Linked DNA regions of Ovis aries: region 1 is linked to region 2. A link is a contact called in public Hi-C data. All regions are on one chromosome and are shown on one strand. Each heading gives the region's core, a stretch centred on a gene start, on an enhancer-like site or on the middle of the called end of the contact. The rest is flanking DNA. Distances are from core to core; before and after follow the strand shown. Region 1 overlaps LOC114108643 (a long non-coding RNA gene). Region 2 holds the start of BCL2L11 (BCL2 like 11).

What was found. A called contact is a pair of places that touch in the nucleus more often than the background predicts.
Region 1: a contact with region 2 is called in a Hi-C map of omental adipose tissue, with 4 times the contacts expected there. The contact joins the enhancer-like site here to the promoter of BCL2L11 in region 2. A contact is called at or near these places in 10 of 16 Hi-C or Micro-C datasets (blood, hypothalamus, liver and 4 more).

Annotation. Positions count from the first base shown.
Region 1 is chr3:105,642,731-105,648,013 of ARS-UI_Ramb_v3.0, forward strand. All of the region lies in intron 1 of LOC114108643 (a long non-coding RNA gene), which reads right to left. Among named protein-coding and RNA genes, the nearest start is that of TRNAE-UUC, 130 kb to the left of the region's middle. Within about 2 kb of position 3,316, at least 5 of the 54 cell types and tissues checked have an H3K27ac peak or open chromatin away from gene starts, as enhancers often do.
Region 2 is chr3:105,285,958-105,291,197 of ARS-UI_Ramb_v3.0, forward strand. It overlaps BCL2L11 (BCL2 like 11), which reads left to right and starts at 2,689. Exons shown (of 5, transcript XM_027967120.3): 1 at 2,689-2,941. It overlaps ACOXL (acyl-CoA oxidase like), which reads left to right. Exons shown (of 20, transcript XR_006059556.1): 19 at 1-439; 20 at 840-1,021.

The DNA.
Region 1 (5,283 bases), core at 2,066-4,565, 360 kb after region 2:
ACACGACTGAGCGAGTGCACTGAACTGAGCTGAAAATATGTGAGTGACCATATGACAGTTCTAACTTGAAATATAATTCTAAACCATATTTTACCTTAGATCTGAAAAGGCCTGATCATACGTAAAAGGCTTAATAGAGGGGGATAAAAAAGGAAAGCTAAAGTTTCCATTTTGATGCAGAACTCAGCAAATATCAACTTGTTTCAATTTTTGAACTCTCTCCTGTTGGGATTGTTATAACAATGTCCTTTTTGATATTGACAAAAAATGGAGGGGAATCAACTATTATTTTTCTCTTTTAAAAGGATTCAGCTCATTGGTATACATACATGAACTACATAAAATACACAATATTTAAATATAGATGAAATATTATTTATACAATAACCAAGCAGACATATGAATAGGTTTCCTAGGAAAACAGGAAATTTTTCTAGAAAAGCAAATTTCTGATTTGGCCCAATTAACTGAAGGCTCTCTGAATTATCTGAAGGGAGAGATTACAGAGTCTATATATTTACATATATTTATAGAAGAGAATGGATCTTTCAGACCAACAATCAAACACCAAAATCTAGAATTACACCATCAAAGTCCTCCACTGTTTCCTTTTTTGGACAAAATCTAATTGCTGGTGGTACACTGCTCGGCGCAAAGTCCGGACAATCGATAAGCCAAGTGAGCCACCTGGCCCCACCAGACCCTAAGACCAAGCTTTATCACACCGTAGGTTTTTGAAATCATCAAGTCACCAGACCACACACTTCACGAAAAGAAAATACCAACATTTAAAACGAAAGCTTTATCGACTTTGGTCTAAAGCTGGTAAGATGACCTTCAGGAGATGTCAAAGTGAAACTGATCAAATTCATTTTCAATCCCTCCTAAAATACAAAATGTCAAAAATATAAATAGGCTGATCAGACTCAGGGTGCCGATGTTCGAAAATGACTCAAACAGCATCGTCAGGGAAAGTCCTGCAATTTCATAACAGGGCCCTTACAAACTGGTTGTTCCACCAGGTTGCATTTGAGGGGTGATCGTGCCCAAACTTGCATGTCTGGATGCCAGAATCTGGAGGGGGCGCTGACCCTCACAGGACTCTGGGGTGGATATTTCACGCCACACACCTCCCTCCACTACCAAATATCGTGACAGAGAGGGAACGAGTGCTTGAAAAATACCTCTGGCTCACAAATGACGGCCAGTCAACTCACATTTGACTGTGAAAGCCACAGTGGGGAGAAGAGGTCTAAACTGGCTAGTGGGGAGGCAGAGGGGTTCTGCTCTAGAACCCTTGGCATCTGTGGGTGAGTAGATTATTTTCTAGTGAGTAAGACTGAGATCAGTGAAAATGCTCAGCGCTGCAGATACGGATTACTTATCTGCTCTCTAACCTCCAAGCCATCTAAGAAAAGACTCAATAAATCAGGAGCCCAAAGAAGCAAAAGCACCCTGATAGGTCCTGCAGAGTATTTTCACCTGACTGCTTTTGAACTGAATTCTAACTGTTTCTGTTCACAGACACTGTAGGGGTCTGGCCTCCTAAGCATTTAGACACTGTTGCTGGGACATTCTCTCTGCTGACAGGGGCTAACTTAGGTGGATACAGTTCTTGACTCTGAACAGAAAATAAAATGTTAAAAATAGCATGAAACCTACTGTACAGCAGGGGAACTCTGCTCAATGTTATTTGGCAATCTGGACAGGAGGGCAGTTTGGGGGAGAATGGAGGCATGGATATGACTTCCTTTGCTGTTCACCTGAATCTATCACAACGTTGTTAATTGGCTATACCCCAATATAAAATTAAAAGTTTAAAAAAAATAACCATAAGAGAGCTGAATACCTATGTACTCAATATAAAATGTGCAATGTCTTAGGGAAAACCACTAACCACCGTATCCAGGAACAGTGATCACTGCCCTCCAAGAAACTGGTTAATCCTGTCAAAATCAGGTTTCTTTGCCCTAAAATGTCCTTCAAACACCAAACTCCACAAGGAGACATTTGTCCCTCTAGAATCTTTCTCCAGAACCAAAGAGAATGTCACACACACACACACACACACATACACACACACACACACACGCACACTCTAGTTCTCCCAAGAGGGCTAAGCCCAGAAAAGACCTCATGGGATTACTAACTGGTGAGATCCTACCAGGTTCAGGGTGAAAGATGGGGTTTATTTCCTCTCTCCCATTTTTTAAATTAAATTTATTTTTTAATTGGAGGAAAATTGCTCTAAAATGTTGTACTGGTTTCTGCCATACAACAACACGAATCAACCACAGTTATACATGTATCACCTCCCTTTCCAGCCTCTCTCCCCTTCCTCCTCATCCCACCCCTCTAGGTCATCACAGAGTGCCAGGCTGGGTCCCCTGCGCTATACAGCAACTTCTTACCAGCTATCTATTTAGCAGATGATGGTACATATATGTCAATGCCACTTTCTCCGTTTGTCCCACCCTCTCCTTCCCCTGCTGTATCTACAAGCCCATTCTCTACATCTGCGTCTCTAGTCCACTTTCCTAGATTCCACATTTATGCGTTGATACACAACATTTGTTTTTCTCTTTCTGCCTTACTTCACTCTGTATAACAGGCTCTACATTCACCCGCTTCACTGCCTCTGACTCACTACCACTCCTCCTCCCATTTTCTGGCATTCACAGCAGCAAGCACTTATTCAAATGGCCTGGGAGCTCCAGCTGCTGGGATCCCTGGGGCGGGGTCTGGGCACTTGGCACTTCCCCCTCTTACCTTGCCCGGGCGCAGGTTCCTGTGAAGGCATACCTATCTTTTCCTTCTAGTTTTTAGCACTGAGTCTCACTTAATGAGTGCAGAAACAGACAAGACAGAGGGGCAGGTCTAGGACACGCAGCGGTCTGCGTGGTGCAGCACCAGCCGTGGTCCAAGCCTGATGATGAGAGCAGGCGCCGGGGAGTTTAGAACGAGCCCCGGGCAGCGGAAGATAACAGCCCGAGCGATGGTGGGGCTCCTCTGTGGGAGGGCTCCCCCGGGCAGGGGCTGGGGCCCTGAGCATGCTCGGGACAGCCTGGCCTGCCTCCCGCTAGCACCCCGATTCTCTCGGCGCCCCTCCCGCAGCTCTGCATCTCTGTGTCTTGCTGGCACCCCCAGCTACAGTGACACCACGGTGGGGGCAAATCCAAAGGCTAGAGGGTCTAAAACTCCAGGCTCTGCAAACCCTCACACAGTATGGGGAAGCCCCGAGAGGCAGAGAAACAAGTACAGGGTTAGAAGAAGCAAGGTGACATTACACTGTGGCTGATGACTGTCCCCCCAAAACCAGAACATCTCAACACCTCCCCTGTCTAGCTTCTGCTTGCCCCAGGGGAGGGTCCCAGACCCCAGTTCACACAGTGCCAGCAATTGCTAAGGGCAGAGGACCTAGGGAGGTGAGGGTTACATTCAGGAGAATTCACTGTTGCCCTTCATCTTATCACAGATCCCGAAACTAACTATTGCCGTGATTATTCAAGTCCCCTTTTGAGAAAAGGAGAACAAGATTCAGGTTTTCTTAACAACTTGTTTCAGTGGCAACAGACCAAGGAGCTGTCTTAAAGACAAACAAAGTTTGCACATTCCTATTAAATTGTTTGCTCTTGGTTCTTTAAAACACACACACATACGCACACACACACCCCACACTCTGTCTCTCTCAGGGACACACACAAACGAATATTCAGGGGAAATGAAGAACCCTCATGTACTCAGGATAAGGAGCAAAGAAAAAAAATTTTTTTTCCATAGGAATGGCCTTACTTTCACATCCTTAAAATTCTACAACCAGGTTCAGAGCAAATAAAGAGGAAACCGCTGAAAAGTCTGAGAGGGCCCCACAGATCTTGAAGGCTGAGGCCTCACTGGGAGGCAGGCAGATGCAGAGCCGGTTCCAGCAGCCCAACAGATTCATTTCTTTTTTAACACCACCACCTACAGGGGCTGCTTTGAATAGGATGGTGCAGTATGGTCCCTAAAGCCTTACAAGAAAAACAACATTCAGAACAATTGCACCACATTTTTTTGAGCTTCCTGTTTATTAGTATTTTATCTAAGAGCAGAACAAAAGTCTGTATAAATGGGGGAAAAGAAAACAAAAGCACTCAGTCTAACATCTTACAATGCACGCACACACACACACAGTATCTTTTCCAAGGCTGTTTCGTGTGGATTTTTTTCCTGGGACCCATTTCAGGTCTTCAAATGCCTTTGGTGGCAGAGGTTAAGAGGAAATGTACCATCTTATAAAAGTTATAAAAGTTACATGTTATTAAACAGTTTTAAGTGGGCTTGTTTTCTGTACCTCTGGATGATGGCATTCATTTCTACACCGGAAGAATTCACGTGTTATCAGCAAGATTTTTGTATTTTGGCAGACATACCCACGAACACAGTGAAAACACAAATGCCACCCACGACATTTATTGCAAAGGTGGGTTGTGTAAGAGTAGGCTGAGGGCGTGGGATCGAGGCGAAGGGTGTCCTGGTTCCCAGGCTCAGAGGTGGACCAAAGGCTGAGATGCCTGTCTCTCCTCAAAGGAACAGGGGGCCCTGAGAAGGTCATTTCAGCTAAGCCATGAGGTCATTACTGAACTATCACTGACTTCTGTGAAGTCTTTCTTCCTTAATTTGGCTACCATGTCGTTCTTTGGGCTCCTACCCTGCCCACATTTTGAACAAGATTCAGGGCCAGTAAAATTGAGGGAATAGAGAACAAACGTCCACAGAGCTAAAAACGTAGGTCTGGTTGGCCACATTTTCTCTTCAAAACATCCTGAGCGAACTTCCCTGGTGGTACAGCGGGCAGGAATCTGCCTGCATATGCAGGGGACATGGGTTCCATCCCTGGTCTGGGAAGATTCCAGGTGCTGCAGGGAAACTAAGTCTGCGCACCACAACCGCTGAGACTGTGTGCTGCAGCTACCGAGCTTAGAGCCAGTGCTATGCAACCAAAGAAGCCTCCGCAAAGAGAAGCATGGCACCACAGCTGGAGGAGGCCGCGAGGAGTGAAGAAGACCCAGCACCGCCAAAGGTAAGTAAGTAATTAAGTAATTTAAGGGTACAGTCTATCTTTGTGGACATGCATTCATCAAAAACCTTGGCCCAGTTCCATGGAACCCTTTTTGAACAGTTCTAATATCTTGTCTTCTCTTTTCAAGGATACCTAAGCTTGGAATTATCAGCTCAAGAAATTACTAAAGTTTTCTTCTATGCTCCAGTAATCTGGAATTTTATATAGTATCTCCATGTCTT
Region 2 (5,240 bases), core at 1,439-3,938:
TGGGCGCGCTGCAGAGCCGGTTGCCATCCAAGGCCTCTCGCTGCTAGTGGTGATTCAGGTTCCCAGTGATTTGGGAAGACTGTGGTGCTGGAGGAAAAATAAACGTCTAAAAATGAAACGCCTGTAGGCAAAGGTTCAATTCAGCAAGTGACGCTTTCCCAGCCCCCACCCCGGGGGGGTGGGGGAGGGGTGCGCCCTGCGAGGAAACACTCGAGCCGGGAGAGGGGAGTGTGAACCTGGAGTCCTGCTCTGGGCAAAGCATGAACCCGGGCGTGTCCCTCCAGGCTGGCAGCTTCCGGACCGACCGCCAGACGAAGCTCGGAAACATTTTTACCATATTAAAGTGTAATGTGTCCTTGAGAAGAGCACAGACAGAGATACAGTTTCGTCATGAAATAAGGCGCCGGGAAGGTTCCCGCAGCTTGCCGAGCACGGGGAGGTGAGCGAGGCGATCCACTGTAGTTAAGTTGGTTTCGGGACTTGGAGAGACACGCCTGTGGTTCCAATGAGGGCCATAGATGTCGCCCGACTTCACTCTTGCTTTCAGTCTATGCCCTCCGTTTTCCCTCTCCACATCTCGCGGAGGAGGCAGAAGGGGACGTCGCTCTGCTTCTGACCACAGGACAGGAGCCAGGACCTCGCACCTACCCGCCCTCCCCTAGGCTGGGGCTCTGCGGGAGAGGGCGTGAAGCGCCGACGTCAGGCGCTTGGTCGAAGCTCCTCAGCACAGTCTGGGTTGCGCGAACTGCCACCTCCGAGCCGACCGCCTGCTTGTGGCCCAAATAAGAGCATGTAGCCGGCTGCTTTCTCCGACTCCTTTTTTTTTTTTTTTTTTTAAGTGTTCACAGGGTCACCAGAGCAGACGACGCGGGGGCGGCGGAGCTGCACAGAAGCAAAAAACAACCATCGGGGTTTCTTCTGTGTGGTTCTTTTCCGGTCCCTGTCTTCATCGTCCAACCCCACGGAGAGCGCGGAGCACTCGGGCGCGCAGCGGGTTTGGGGCTCCTCGCGGGCACAGAAGGTTGGTCTCTTTTCCCCGAGTGCCGCGATAGGAGGTTAAGGCGCAGAGTTTGCCTGCGGCCGCCACCTGTTAGCCACTGATGGCAGTTCCAAGCTGCGGACACCCGCGCGCGTCCTTTCCCTCCTGCAGCGAAATCCCGGGGTGGAGCCCGGGGCGCGTCCTCCAGCCCCTCGGCCTCCTTCACCTCGCTCAGGACTCGCGGGAGGATGCGCTGAGAAAACAAACCTGGGGCTGTGCTGTTCATGTTCCGCATTTGCTTATAAAACATAAAAACTGGCCAAGGTGGCTAGACGGCGGGATCATTCCTCGCTGATTTGCTTCTCTGCACCGAGGCACTCATCTGGGGTTCGGGCTAGGGAGGCCCCTAAATTGAGTCTGTAATCCATCTAGCCTGATCTCTCCCGCGGCGGGATGTTCCATCTCCTAACCGATTTGCCCTCCACTACTCCGGCTGCGGGCGTCTCAAAACTAGGGGAGCCCAGGGAAGGGCGGAGGTAGGGATGCGGGATGCGTATTGAAAGGGCCGTAGGCGTGCGGACCACGGCGTTCACAGACTTTGGTCTTCCGGGGAAGGAGTGGAGTGGGGCTTCGGATTCTAAAGACAAGGGGACGGGGACCCGCAGGGAGGAGGAGTAGGGGTATATTGCGCTCTCCCTGCTGCTCTCTACGAGCCCTCCGAGGCTCTCGGCGCTGCCTTCTCTGACCTTAACACGCCAGGGGACCACTCCTGGACGGTTCTCTGAGAGCCCAGCAATTCTCGAGGACCCAACCAAGTGGAGGCACCATCCCATCTCCCATCTGGAGGCCACGACTCTTCCCAGTCCTTTTTTCTTAAAAGGATCTTTAAAGATTTTTTCATTTCCCTATTCCACCTGCTCAGCGTTCACTCCCAGTCTCGCAGCGGGGCTGCGGAAAAACGCATCCGGGGATCGCCCTGGGTCCTTTTCTTATCTCCCCATTACAGGCTTTACCTCTTACCAGGGGAGATTTGGCGCGGTAGAAAAGCTGGATGCAGCTTGGGGTGGCTTTAGAGAGGGCGCCTAAGAGTACCGCGTTAGGCGAGAGAGAGGAAGATGCGCAGTCGGCAGATGGGGGTCCAGCGCGGAGCCCCCTCATCTGGAAGGGAGAAGAACTAAAGAGACACCCCTCTCACCCTTGGATCTGCGCGTTCCCGAGGACCCACCCAGTCTCGGCGCCTGCCCCAGGACAGCTCAGAAGGGAAACTCCCGAGGCAGAGCCAAGGCTCAGGGGCGCCTCTTGAGGCTTTCCGCGGGCGGCAGAGGCCGGGCCTGGCTCAGAGTGTGCCCGGAGCGCCCCCTCTGTTCCACTCGCACGCCTTGGCCACCAGTGAATTGCGGAGGGTGTGGGGAGGAGAGAGTGCACTTTGGGATGGGGGATGGGGGCGCGCAGAGCAGTCCGTAGCCCAAGTCTCCCGGGTAAACACGCCCGGCAGGGGCAGGGCCGGCGGCGCGCGCAGCGGGGAAGTCGGCGGGGACGCCCCCTCCTTTACCTGTCCGAGCCTGCACGCGCGGGCGGCCGCGGCGCCGCGGGGGCGGGGCTTGCCAGCCCGCGCGCCGGGCGGGACTTAGCGGGGGCGGAGCCCACGGTGATTGGGCCCGGACCTGGGGCCACCAGCCTGAGCTGGGCAGCAGAGCCGCGCAGGTTTCACTTCGCTCCGAGCAGCCGCCAGGTCTCGGTCCTGCAGGAGCGCTCTGTCCCACTTCGCCGTCGCCGCCGCGGTCCTCGGATTCTCGCAACCGCCCTGCGCACCCTGCCCTCTGCGGCCAGCACCGTTTCAGGCTGCTTGGGTTAGCCTCGCTCTCGCCGCCGCCGCCGCAGCCGGTGCCACCGCCTCGGTGCCGTTCCCCTGGCCCTCGCCCCCCAATGTCTGACCCTAATTCACGAACTGAGAAACGCAAGGTAAATACTTTCGAGTCCTGGGGAGCAGGCCGGGTACGGATGGAAGATTGCCGCGGGAGCCAGCACGGCGCCACCTCCAGCCCGCTTCCCGCGCACGTGCGGTTAGAGGCGCGCGTCCTCGTCCCGCGTGTTGTCGGGTGGGAGGCGGTCACCGGTGCGGGTCGAGTTCGTGCCGCAGGCAGGGGAGGGTCGTCCGCACTGAGGCTGCGAGCACTTAACGGCTCGGGCGGGGATGCGGCGCACCGGGATGGTGAAGCCTCTCCGGGCCGACTGGGGGAGGCAGCGCGTGCGCCCCGCGCTGACTGGGGAGCTGGGGGCAGCCGCGCCGGACCAGGCTGACCGCCCGCCCGTGAAGTCTCGCCCACCCGCCAGGTCCGACGGGTCCTGAGTAGCGGCCGCGAGATAACCAGCCGGTTTCGCGTCTCGGCTTTTTTTGGGGACGCAGGCTCCTTGTGAAGGATTTATGGAACAGCGACGGTGATTAAACTGACGGGACTCGGCTTTTCTTTTTACTCATTCAGGCCGAAGTTTTGGGCTGCTGCTGCGTTCGTCCTCTCTCTGGGACGTTTTGGGGGTCCTGCCCCGTCTGCGGGCGCTCTGCGGACGATGCCCGACGCAAGATCCACAGACAACCAGAGACAAGAGGGCCTCCCCCGACCGCCGGGGCACGCGGTGGACGAGCCGCTGGCTGTAGGACCGGCCCGGTCCCGTGGGGCCCGATCCTCTTAGCGATTCGGCTGTGCTCACTCGCCGCTCGATCCACTCGCAGTCCTGGCTGGCTGGCTAGCTGCACCGTGCCCTCGGGGGCCTGTTACTCGGGGTTGGCGCAGGTAGTGGAATGCCCACTGGACCCCGGCGATGGGGGTGTGGATATATTTCTTGTCGGTGGTCGCGGATGTGCGCGTCGGTGGCCATTTGGTGCGTGTCCCGTGGCGCATGGGGAGAAAGAGGGAGGAAGTCGGAGGAGGATGGGGGCTTCGGCTGGGGAGAGGGTGGCCTTTAGGGTGCCCACCCCAGCGGGCCTGCACTGGGGTCGGCGGCCGGGGCTGGAGTCTGGGGCCGGCTCTGCGGGTCCTGTTTTGTCTCCAGGTGACCGGCTCTTGGGGGCGGCGGGAGCTGCAGAGGCGGGCGCGGCGCCAGGACTGACGGAGGGGAGGGGCGGGTTTGGCTGGGCAGCCCCGGTCCCAGAGGCCCCGGAAACCTCCGCCGCCGCTCCCGCCGCAGTCAGGGCCCGAGCCGCGTTCGGCGGCGAGTTTGTCAACAATCGCCTCGCCTTCGGCGGCCTGTTGGCAGGCGCCGCCCCCGCCGCCGCCACCGATTGGCTGCGGCTCCGAGCGACCGCGCGAGGGCCAATTGGGAGCGCGGGCACCCGGCGCCGGCGGCGCGGGGAGGTCGGCGGTGCCGGCGGCGGCGGGCGCAGTGCGCGAGGGGAGGAGCGGGAGGAGGCGGAGGATGTTCCCGGCTGCTGCGGCCGGGGCAGCGCGGGCCACAGGCGAGGCGCGCGGAGCCCTCGGCTGCCCGGCGGAGCGCGGCGGCGGCGGGCGGACGGCGATTTGCAGGCTCTGCGCTGCCCGGGGAGCTCAGAGCGCGAGTCTCGGGCTTTGTTTCCCGCGCCGCCTTCGTGTGGACTGTCGGGGGGTTCCAGGTCGGCGAAGGGCGCGGGCTGGGCGCCGCGGGGCCCGGGCTCGGACGCAACTTGGAAGGGAAGGGGCGGACGTGAATTTCGGCCTAATTGCCTTAGAAAGGGAGGGTTTCGGGGGTGCGGGAGCCGCGCGCCCTAATGCCGCTCAGCGTGCGGAGTTACTTATGGATTTGGCTGGGGTCGCCAGGAGCCGGCTTGGGGGACCTTCCTCCCATTCGGAGGTGTGCACCCAACAGCGCGGGTGTACCTCGGAGAAGTTCTGTCGGGTTCGGTGTGGCGCGCTGCCCGCGCCCCCGCCCGCCCCTCACCGCGGGAGGAGGGGCGCGCGGACCAGGAGCGGGAGGGACTGCGGGCGGGCGGAGAGCCGGGGCCGAGCCGAGCCGCGCTGAGTTACAAACTCTATTGTGACGCACTTACTACGACTGACGGCCCTTGCCAAACCTTCCCCAGACTTGCTGTCCTCAGCACTTTCGGCAGAACAATGGGGCCGGAGTGGGGAACGCGGCCAGCCGCCTGCAATCGCTGCATCTGCGCCCGCTCCTGGGCTCCAGTGTTGTATCTGATCCGGGGAAATCAGAGCCCGCGGGGAGTTTCTGACTTATTCTAGTGGGCCCTGGGCAAAGAACACTTGTCAATAGATCTCAGACAAGCAGCCTC